Linked DNA regions of Rattus norvegicus: region 1 is linked to region 2. The links are chromatin contacts, called in public Hi-C maps. All regions are on one chromosome and are shown on one strand. Each heading gives the region's core, a stretch centred on a gene start, on an enhancer-like site or on the middle of the called end of the contact. The rest is flanking DNA. Distances are from core to core; before and after follow the strand shown. Region 1 has its middle 49 kb from the start of Mc2r. Region 2 overlaps LOC134482959 (a long non-coding RNA gene).

Region 1 (4,246 bases), core at 545-3,044, 540 kb after region 2:
AACCTCAGACAAAAGCAAGGCTGTTTCTTTCTTTCTAACAGCAAGGCTACCCCTTCCACTTCCAGGAATGTCCAGTCCAGACTGATTCAGAAGTGTTCAAGGCCAGTTGTGAACATGCCTCAGAGTGCATGAGGCTGTGGGCCCATTAGAATTCTTTTCTTTGCTGAAGTTCACCAATCTAAAACAGAAGAGGGGCCCTATCATCTACAACCAAAGACACTTACTCAGCCCTTCTGGGGATGCTGTGAGGTTGGTTTCTCAATCCCTCCCCCCTCTCTGTGTCTCCCTCTCTCCCTTTATTTTTTATTTATTTATTTTTTTTTTGCTGCAAGTCCAGCTTAGAGCTATTAGCTAATACTATTTCCAGAGAAGTCCACAGATTAATTCAAATAACACCCATGTATGGTTTTCTTCAATACTCAGTTGCTTCAGATAAAAGGTATCAGGTTCGAGCACTGCCCTTAGTTTATGCTGGTGTGACAGATGTGCTGGTAGAGTATAAAGAACTCACGATAGAAGTGTAATGGGCGTTTCCCAGGGCGTTAGAGGTCCTCAGATGAACAAGGCATCCCAGTCACTGCGCACGGTTTCTTTCGCACTCATCTTCTGAAAGCGGAGGAGTGGTTTTACGTCAGTGCAGCTGATGTGGACATTGCCGAGGTGCAGAATACAGATATCCCTCCTGGAAACCAGAGTCTGCATGCTCCCAAGATGTTATATAACCGAAGAGAGCGAGTGCGCCGACGTGGGAGCCGGGTCCCTGGTTAAGGGCTCAGGGTGTCTTCTTCACTCGTGGGTCACTTTGGTTTGAGTAAAGTTTGCTGCCTGTTGTGGCTTGTTGCATGAGAGTCTGCAGTTTTGAATTCTTTCATCGGTGGAGAGAATGAGGCTGATTCGAACACCCAGAGAGGACCATTTGGGGAGAGTCACCCAGGATGTCTTTCCAGGACCTAATTATGTTCAGTACAGACCAAGCCTAATAGTGAAAGAACTTGAAGGTGTGACCACAGATGGGTAGCACCCCTCCCCTATCATGGAATCGGGGAATTCTCCCAGCATGCTCTAGGTAACACGGCCACTTCAGGATGAATGGTCTTATCTCTCCCTTCTCTTTGATAGGGAGAAGAGGTTCCTTTAGATTTTAGCTATAATGCTGATGTTAAAATGAGTAAGACAGAAGCCCCATGCTGGCAAATCATCCCTTGGAGCCAAGGCCCAGGAGCTCTTAGGGTTAATTACTGATATCAGCTCCAGGGAGACTTGGTGAGTTTTACTCCTGATGAAATTGAGTTTTTTACCTTTATCCCGTTAATCATAATTGCCTCTGATTAACAGTGGGTTTTTTTTTTCCAGTGCCTTATCTTTCATTTCTGTGTATATCATGCCTATAGCCACTTGATAACTGTATTAGTCGGGTTCTCTATAGGAATAGAACAGATAGAATGTATATGAATGTATGCATATAGAATGTATATATTCGTGTATATGCATAGGATTTATATGTATATCTATATGTGTATGTATACATAAATTTACATTAAATATTATTAAAGTCCATTAAGACAGTAACAACAGTTGTTTCACACAGGAGAGGCTTAGGACCTGGGAGTTTCCTGGTCTTTTGATGTAGATGTCTTTGCAGCTGGAGTCATCCCATAGCAGCCATTTTACACGGAGGAGTCTGACAGCCTCATGGTGGCCAAGCCCCCAAGCCTGGTTGCCTCTGCTGCCTCAATCTGAAGCTGAAGACCTGGTTTCCGGAGAGACACTGGCCCTTAGTCAGTGATGGAAGCCTGGAAACGCTGGTGTCAGCCAAGGAATTGGGAACAGAACAGGACAGCTCATCTTGGCAGCAGAGGGGACAGCTGAGCCAGCCAAAGAAACAGTCTTCCTTCTGCCACCCTCTTTTTATCTGGACTGCTACCGGACGGTGCGGCCCACACTCATGGAGGGGCAATCAATTAGGGCAATCTTTAGTTGCTGGGCCCCACTCAAATGTTTCTAATTTGTGGCAGGTTGACTGTAAAATCGATCACAGAAACCTGGATGGTCACTGGCATCAGTCCTCGTGAAGAGAGATTAGCTAGCTCCCCCTACCGGCCTAAACTAAAAATAGCTAGGAATAGAGATAAGGAAGGATAATTAAAATTTGAGAAAACTCTTGGGTCTTAAGAGGAGCTGATCTGGAGGCTGTTTTCACACGGTGTAAAGTGATCCTCAGAGACTCCTCCCTCAGGATTAGCTACTCAGTCTAGTCCCAACTGTGTGTAACTGACGTAGGTCTAGGGGTAGTTGCTCAATTCTTAGACTGTGCTCCGCAATGTGTAGGATACCTAGGTACGGAATTAGATCAGGTTGCAAAGATGGCTTGGAAGGCTACAAAACATGCGTCTATCCCTTTTCCGATCCCTGGAAACCCAAAAGATTATTCTTGCGCGCCCTCTTGTGGTTTGTGTGCCTTATGACATAGGGGCATTCTAAATGCCAAGGGAAACTAAACCTCACTGACACAGCAAGCTGGCTCCATAAATCAGGCCCTCATGTTGGAGGGATCAAAAGTTACTCTTAAGAGTTGTCAAAAACAAAACACAGACAGCTTATCTGCCAGAGGAGGAAGGGGGACCTCTCTACTCTTTTGAGGAGATTCTTCCGGAGAACTGTGAAGGCAGTCCCGACCTCTCAGATCAACCCCTGGAAAAACCTAGTTTGTTATTCCCACTCGCCCCCTGCTCTCCCCCCGCCCCCCCGCGCGCACTGCTGCTATCCCAGCCCCGGATTCCCAATGTATATGGAAGTTCCTTTGTGAAGTAAGGAATCTGATGTGCAGGATATGAGACAGCTTTGATGTGTTAGAGTCAGGATCCAGAAACTCAAGGGTTCAACTAGCTGGCTAATCGGTCTCATGCAAGCCTCAGAACAGAGCCATGGAAAAGAACCAACATTTAGACAGATTCCAATACCCTACCTCATCCCCCATGCCCACCTAGCTACCTGGAAAGAAAGAGGTCTCCTGAGTAAAGCTGGGACTCATATAAAACATTCTCAAGAAACTCTTGAGTCCTTTTGCCTCCCTCGAGTGTCTGTAATCCAATATTCTGTGCATCAGAGAGGGAACAATCCCACTACAAAGGGATGCAGGATGGTTGACTCGAAGGCCAAGAGAGCTGCCTTGGCTCACACAGAATACCTGATATCCAGATGGAATTCTTGCTTACTCCAAAGAGACTCAAATATTCCTCAAAAGAAATGGCCTTTGCTTCTAAGATCAGAAGTTGCCAGGATCCCGGAGGATGGTGGCCAATACCCAATGAGTAGCTGCTTCCACAAACCCGAATAATGCAAGCATAAGGTGCCTAGATCAGACTTATTGGACAGGAAAGCACAATTATTTTGGTAAAAGGGCAGGACCTAAAAGAGACAGTCCAATAGGCAACAAATATTAGGACCATAACTGCTCACACAAGTGTCTCCAATTAGAAGCACTCAGGTAGGACACTTACCCTAAGGAAGACTGGCAAATTGGGTGTCACTCACTTGCTTGGTGGACATAATTCCAAATATATCCCAGTCCTAGTAGGCACTTTTTCCTGTGCAAAACAGCAAAATCCACAGAGGCAACTAGGGTGTTGCTGTCCAAAATTGTCCCCAGATTTATTCTACCTTTAATAATGGGCCTACTTCCAAGAAGAAATAACTCAGGGTTTGACTAAAGACTCGAGAATTCAATGTCATCTCTATGGGGAGTAGCAGCCCCATAGAGGCTGTATCTGAAAAGAAGGAAAGATTAACAATCTTATGACTAGATACCCAAAGAAATTAATTTATGAGATTCAATCTCCAGAGGTTAAAATAATCAGGGAAATTGGTAGAGGTCTAAGGGTTGCAAAACAGAATGGACCACTTTAGGAGAGAGATACTCATTAGAAAAGGCCTCCCTGTCTGGGAGAGGATATAAAGGTCAGCTTAGTATTATGAGAGGAAGGAAAAGATTAGAATAGTTTGTGGAAATTTTAGACTTAAAAAAGCAGATCTTCCAGGATATGCAGGCTCAGTAAAGATCTGCTGGACATCCTTGTTAGAGTGGGATCTGAATTGACTCTGGGCCAATGGCCTGCCCTCCTGAGTGCTGAGGAAATTTGTTTTCATGGAACACTTCCGCCCTGGAAAACTTCCTCTCACGATTGTGATGTAACATCATCTCAAAATTGTGACGTCACATCCCATGCTCTTACCATCCATGTTCTCC
Region 2 (4,247 bases), core at 590-3,089:
TAGACTGGTTAAATCTATAGAAATCCTGGTCAAGTTTCCTCTTCTTTCTTCTGAATTTGGGAGTATGGAGCCTCTGGGATATGTGTCTTTTTTGGGAGGGGGGGGTCAGAATTGACAGGGGACACTCAGAAAGGAACAGCTGTGAAAGCCTGGAAAATGTTAGATATTCAACACTATTCATGCGGACACATGCATTACCTGTTAATGGTGGCAAATTGCAGCATCCCTGTCTTCCTTTCCTTCCTTGGTCCATCCATCTCTCCTCGGAGCGCTTGTCCCCTGCTTCTTCAGTCCTTTCCTTTTGGAGAAAAATCTCCCAGAAGGCATTATTTCTCTGATGTCAGAGTCACTTACTGCCAACATGGGCTGTTAGATAGGAAATGCATCTTGACCTATATTTTGAGGGTACATGAGAAGTGGCATATGAGTTTTAACCTAAGAAAATAGGGACGTGCGGAGATGGCTTAGTCCGTAAGATGCTTGGCATGCAAGTATAGGGACCGGTTCAACATCCCTGGTGCCCATGTAGAAGCCAGTGCTGAAGATATAGAGCTGGGCAGATACTTGGAACTTGCTAGCCAGCCAGTCTGGCTGAATTGGGGGAACTCTTAGATTCAGTGAGAGACCCTGACTCAAAACATACGATGGAGAGAGATTGAAAAAAGACCTGATGTTGATCTCTGGCCTGCACATACATATGCATACCCATAAACACATAAACACACACACACAGCCCACACACAAATATGGGTAGAAATCTGCATACTATTTGAATTTTATAACCCCAGCACCTGCCACTTTTGGGGGGGATTGTGTGTGGGTGTGCACATGTGCTCATGTTACATGTGTGCATTGCTCATGTTCATGTTGGACAAGAAAAGGAAATAAGCAACTGCCTGGACTGTTCACAGATGTAGATATATTGGCTTCAAATTTCCAATTAACATTGGTTTTCCTCTGTTACAGGAAGACTTGAGAATAATGTCTGTATTGTTATGTATCCATTTGATTTAAAGATAGATTGCTTTTCTTTGAATTCCCACTAAAAATGATACTGTGACCTTTTTAGGATTTTTTTTTGAGGACTTCTCTCTCTACCAAGCTTGTTTTTCAGCTGGGTCTTGGAAATTCTGAAGAGTGTAGCTGTAATTTCTCCTTTGATTGGCAGCCGAGAGCTTTCCTGGACAAAAATAAGGCTCTACTGTGCCAAATGGTTGACTTTTCTAGAATAAAAACTCTAAAGGGTATGCAAAAAGTCTTCTGGTTAATATATTGGCATTCCCAGAACCCACTAAAACCCTGACAGCCTGCCAGCATTCACTTAATGAGGACGCAGAATGTCTGGCTCTAATTCCCATGAGTGGAACGAGGTGGGGGCTGGATATCCACACCCTTTATTAATTTTTAATGACTGTATTTTTGTTTTGCAGATTTTGCTTCAGTACCCCAGTAGCCTCACAGCTGACCCCACATCGCCCCCACCCCATTCATTCATTTACTTGATACGGGAGAATAGGGAAGTGGCTGAGATCACTGACAGATCACGTGTGACCGCATAGGTTCTTTTCGTTGCTAGTTTTCTCTCGGTTTCTTTTCCCTCCCTTCCTTAGTTTTTGGAAGAGGAAGAGAGAAAAAGAAACAGCGAAGATGACAACTTTTAAAAAAGAACCGTGTTTTGTTGTCTGCTGGGAAAAGAGAGGCATTTATGAAACTTTTAGGTTTGTCAGACAGTTTATATGACAGTGCAAGTTGGTGCTTGCCAAGCTCCAGACAGATTGTTAATGTTCCATGACAGGGATAAATAAATTACTGCTGTCTGCAACAGGCTTGCACTGCAAACCCACTGAGCAGCTCAGCTGCTGTGTGCTTTTCTTGGGGCCTGGTGGGAGTACAGCTGCACAGAGGCCTCTGCCTGCTGCCTGCAGCGCTGGGACCTGGCTTAGAGGTGAAAAGGGTGTGTCTCTCACTTTTATTTTGGGCTTTATGATAGAATCCACTTACCAAATATCTGCTCCCCACCTCCCTTTTATTATTATTATTATTTTTTTACAAGACCGCCCACCTCTGTCCCCATCTTGGTCTTCTGCCCCATACCCACATTCCTCCTCCCAGCCTCCCACGAAAGGGAAACATTTGTATCTGCTAAGAGCCCGAGGTAATCTACAGTCAAGTTTCAAGCTGTTTACAGTGGCGTTCTCTGGGCAGCGGATGAGTATGTGCTGCCTGGAAGGGGGCTGGGTGGCACTCCTTGGGCATAATGTACTTTTATCATGGCAGTTTGGCGACTCAGCTGGCAGAGTGACAGGTGTAATGGACCTAATGGTCTTGCTCTAGTTAGTGGACACACTGCTCATATTACAAAGCCACCTCATATGCGGAGCCCCGGCCAAGTGATTTGCAATTCTCCTTGCAGATAGGACTCTGGGCCTGGCTTATTAAGTGACATTAAGGTCAGGAATCGGGTGGGTGTGAGAAACATGTGTGCGCCCTTAGCCACCCTGTTTCTAGCCACCCTGCAGCGACTCTTCAAAGCCTTACTTGGAAAAGGAAATAACCCATCCCATCCCCTCTGGCTGGCCCTTCCTTCTCACGGGGCGTGGTGGGGGACCCTTTGGTGTGAGTGGACTTCCTGCTCTTGGTGTTTGCAGAATGTAGGCTTCCTGCCAACGGTGCTGGTTCCTGTGTGCTTGCCGGCCACTTCGCTCCAGATATAGGCAGTTGTTGGGGCAGGCACAAGTCAGTGTTGTTTCTATTGCCTGTGCCTCAGGGACTGGCAACCTGTGTGGAGACTTAGGGCAGCAATTTCTGCAGTAAAAGCTCACTGTCTGTCTAAGGCCAAAGCCAGAGGGCCTCTTTCTGAAGGACTCCTTGAACCTGGTCCGACCTGCTTGGACCCCGGCACTTGGTCAGATGGCTATGGTAGGAATTTCACTTATGTGCTCTGCTGGGTCCTCTTCTTAGTGCTGTGCATCTATAAGCTGATATTGATCTCCACAGCAGCTCTGTGACAGACACTGATGCAAGTCAAGAAGTTATCCAGGGGCTGGGGGTTTAGCTCAGTGGTAGAGCGCTTACCTAGGAAGCGTAAGGCCCTGGGTTCGGTCCCCAGCTCCGAAAAAAAGAACTAAAAAAAAAAAAAAAAAAGAAGTTATCCAAAGTCATGTAAACATGTAAATAAAAAAGTGGAATCCTGAACAGCTCGGGCCATCTGGCTAAGAGATCTGTGGCTTTGACACTTTGAAAAAGGGCTACCCAGGCAGGCCACACATTCTTCATCAGAGGCCATATGAGCTTGAGAAGGAATGCCTTGCCATTTTTCTGCTGGACTCTGGGTAGGCCCCAGTGGGATTCTTGCTTGCTAGCAGCATGCCCAGGGTCCTCCTGTCTGTTCTTCTACTTCCATATTCCCTTCGCACCCTCCTTGTTCTGATTCTGCTCTCTGCTGTCTGGTCTGTGGAGAGAGCCTCAGTTCTGAGAATGGGACGAGAAGTGGCACCTTCAGTTCCTTGACAGGAAGGCAAGGCTCAAACCAGCGGAGGGCTTTTCCATGCCCTTCAAAACTGCCCATTCCTCTTTCTAGAGTGGTCTGGAGGAACTTGACTGACCACTTTCTAGGGATGAAACAGGCTCGCAGAAGGGCATGTGGGGTTGAGGGGAGGCTGGAAAACTTCAAAGTGTCTATTTATGTAGAAGGATCTTGGAATACTTTTCCCTTTGGCTCACATTCGAAGAATGTGAACGTGATTGAGGTGTGTGTGTGTGTGTGTGTGTGTGTGTGTGTGTGTGTGTGTGTGTGTGAGAGAGAGAGAGAGAGAGAGAGAGAGAGAGAAAGAGAGAGAGAATGAAGAGTCTGTACTGGGCACCACAGGGCATCAGTTAATTAGCCAGACACAGAGATTTGCATATACGCCCTGTAAATACTTGTGTATCTTGGACCAACACAGAGTCCATGAAGGTTTGAGATTATAGGAAGAGCTAAGCTCACAAGAGATGTACATATGAAGTTGGGCCTGACTGAACAGCCCTTGCCGTGTTTGGAGGTGTTCTCATGACCTCGGGATAGCAAAGGGTAGCTTCTAAGCTCATATCTAGCAGACATTTCTTGGGGCCTGGTGTACGGACTGTGTGTCATTCCTTTGTGAATTCGCACCATGGCACCCACTCATTCATTGCAAGACGTGTTGGAACTTTTATCGGGCTGGTCCACAGGATGGTCTGGAAGGTTCTGGGTGGGGAGAGGAGCTCTC

What was found. A called contact is a pair of places that touch in the nucleus more often than the background predicts.
Region 1: a contact with region 2 is called in a Hi-C map of psoas muscle, with 4 times the contacts expected there. The contact joins two enhancer-like sites. A contact is called at or near these places in 6 of 12 Hi-C or Micro-C datasets (the A7r5 cell line, Schwann cells, frontal cortex and 3 more).

What each region holds. Positions count from the first base shown.
Region 1 is chr18:64,337,272-64,341,517 of GRCr8, forward strand. No RefSeq gene overlaps it. Among named protein-coding and RNA genes, the nearest start is that of Mc2r, 49 kb to the left of the region's middle. Within about 2 kb of position 1,795, at least 12 of the 93 cell types and tissues checked have an H3K27ac peak or open chromatin away from gene starts, as enhancers often do.
Region 2 is chr18:63,793,607-63,797,853 of GRCr8, forward strand. LOC134482959 (a long non-coding RNA gene) reads right to left here. Exons shown (of 2, transcript XR_010059728.1): 2 at 1-3,124. It also overlaps a transcript of Ldlrad4 not described here. Among named protein-coding and RNA genes, the nearest start is that of Ldlrad4, 120 kb to the right of the region's middle. Within about 2 kb of position 1,840, at least 35 of the 93 cell types and tissues checked have an H3K27ac peak or open chromatin away from gene starts, as enhancers often do.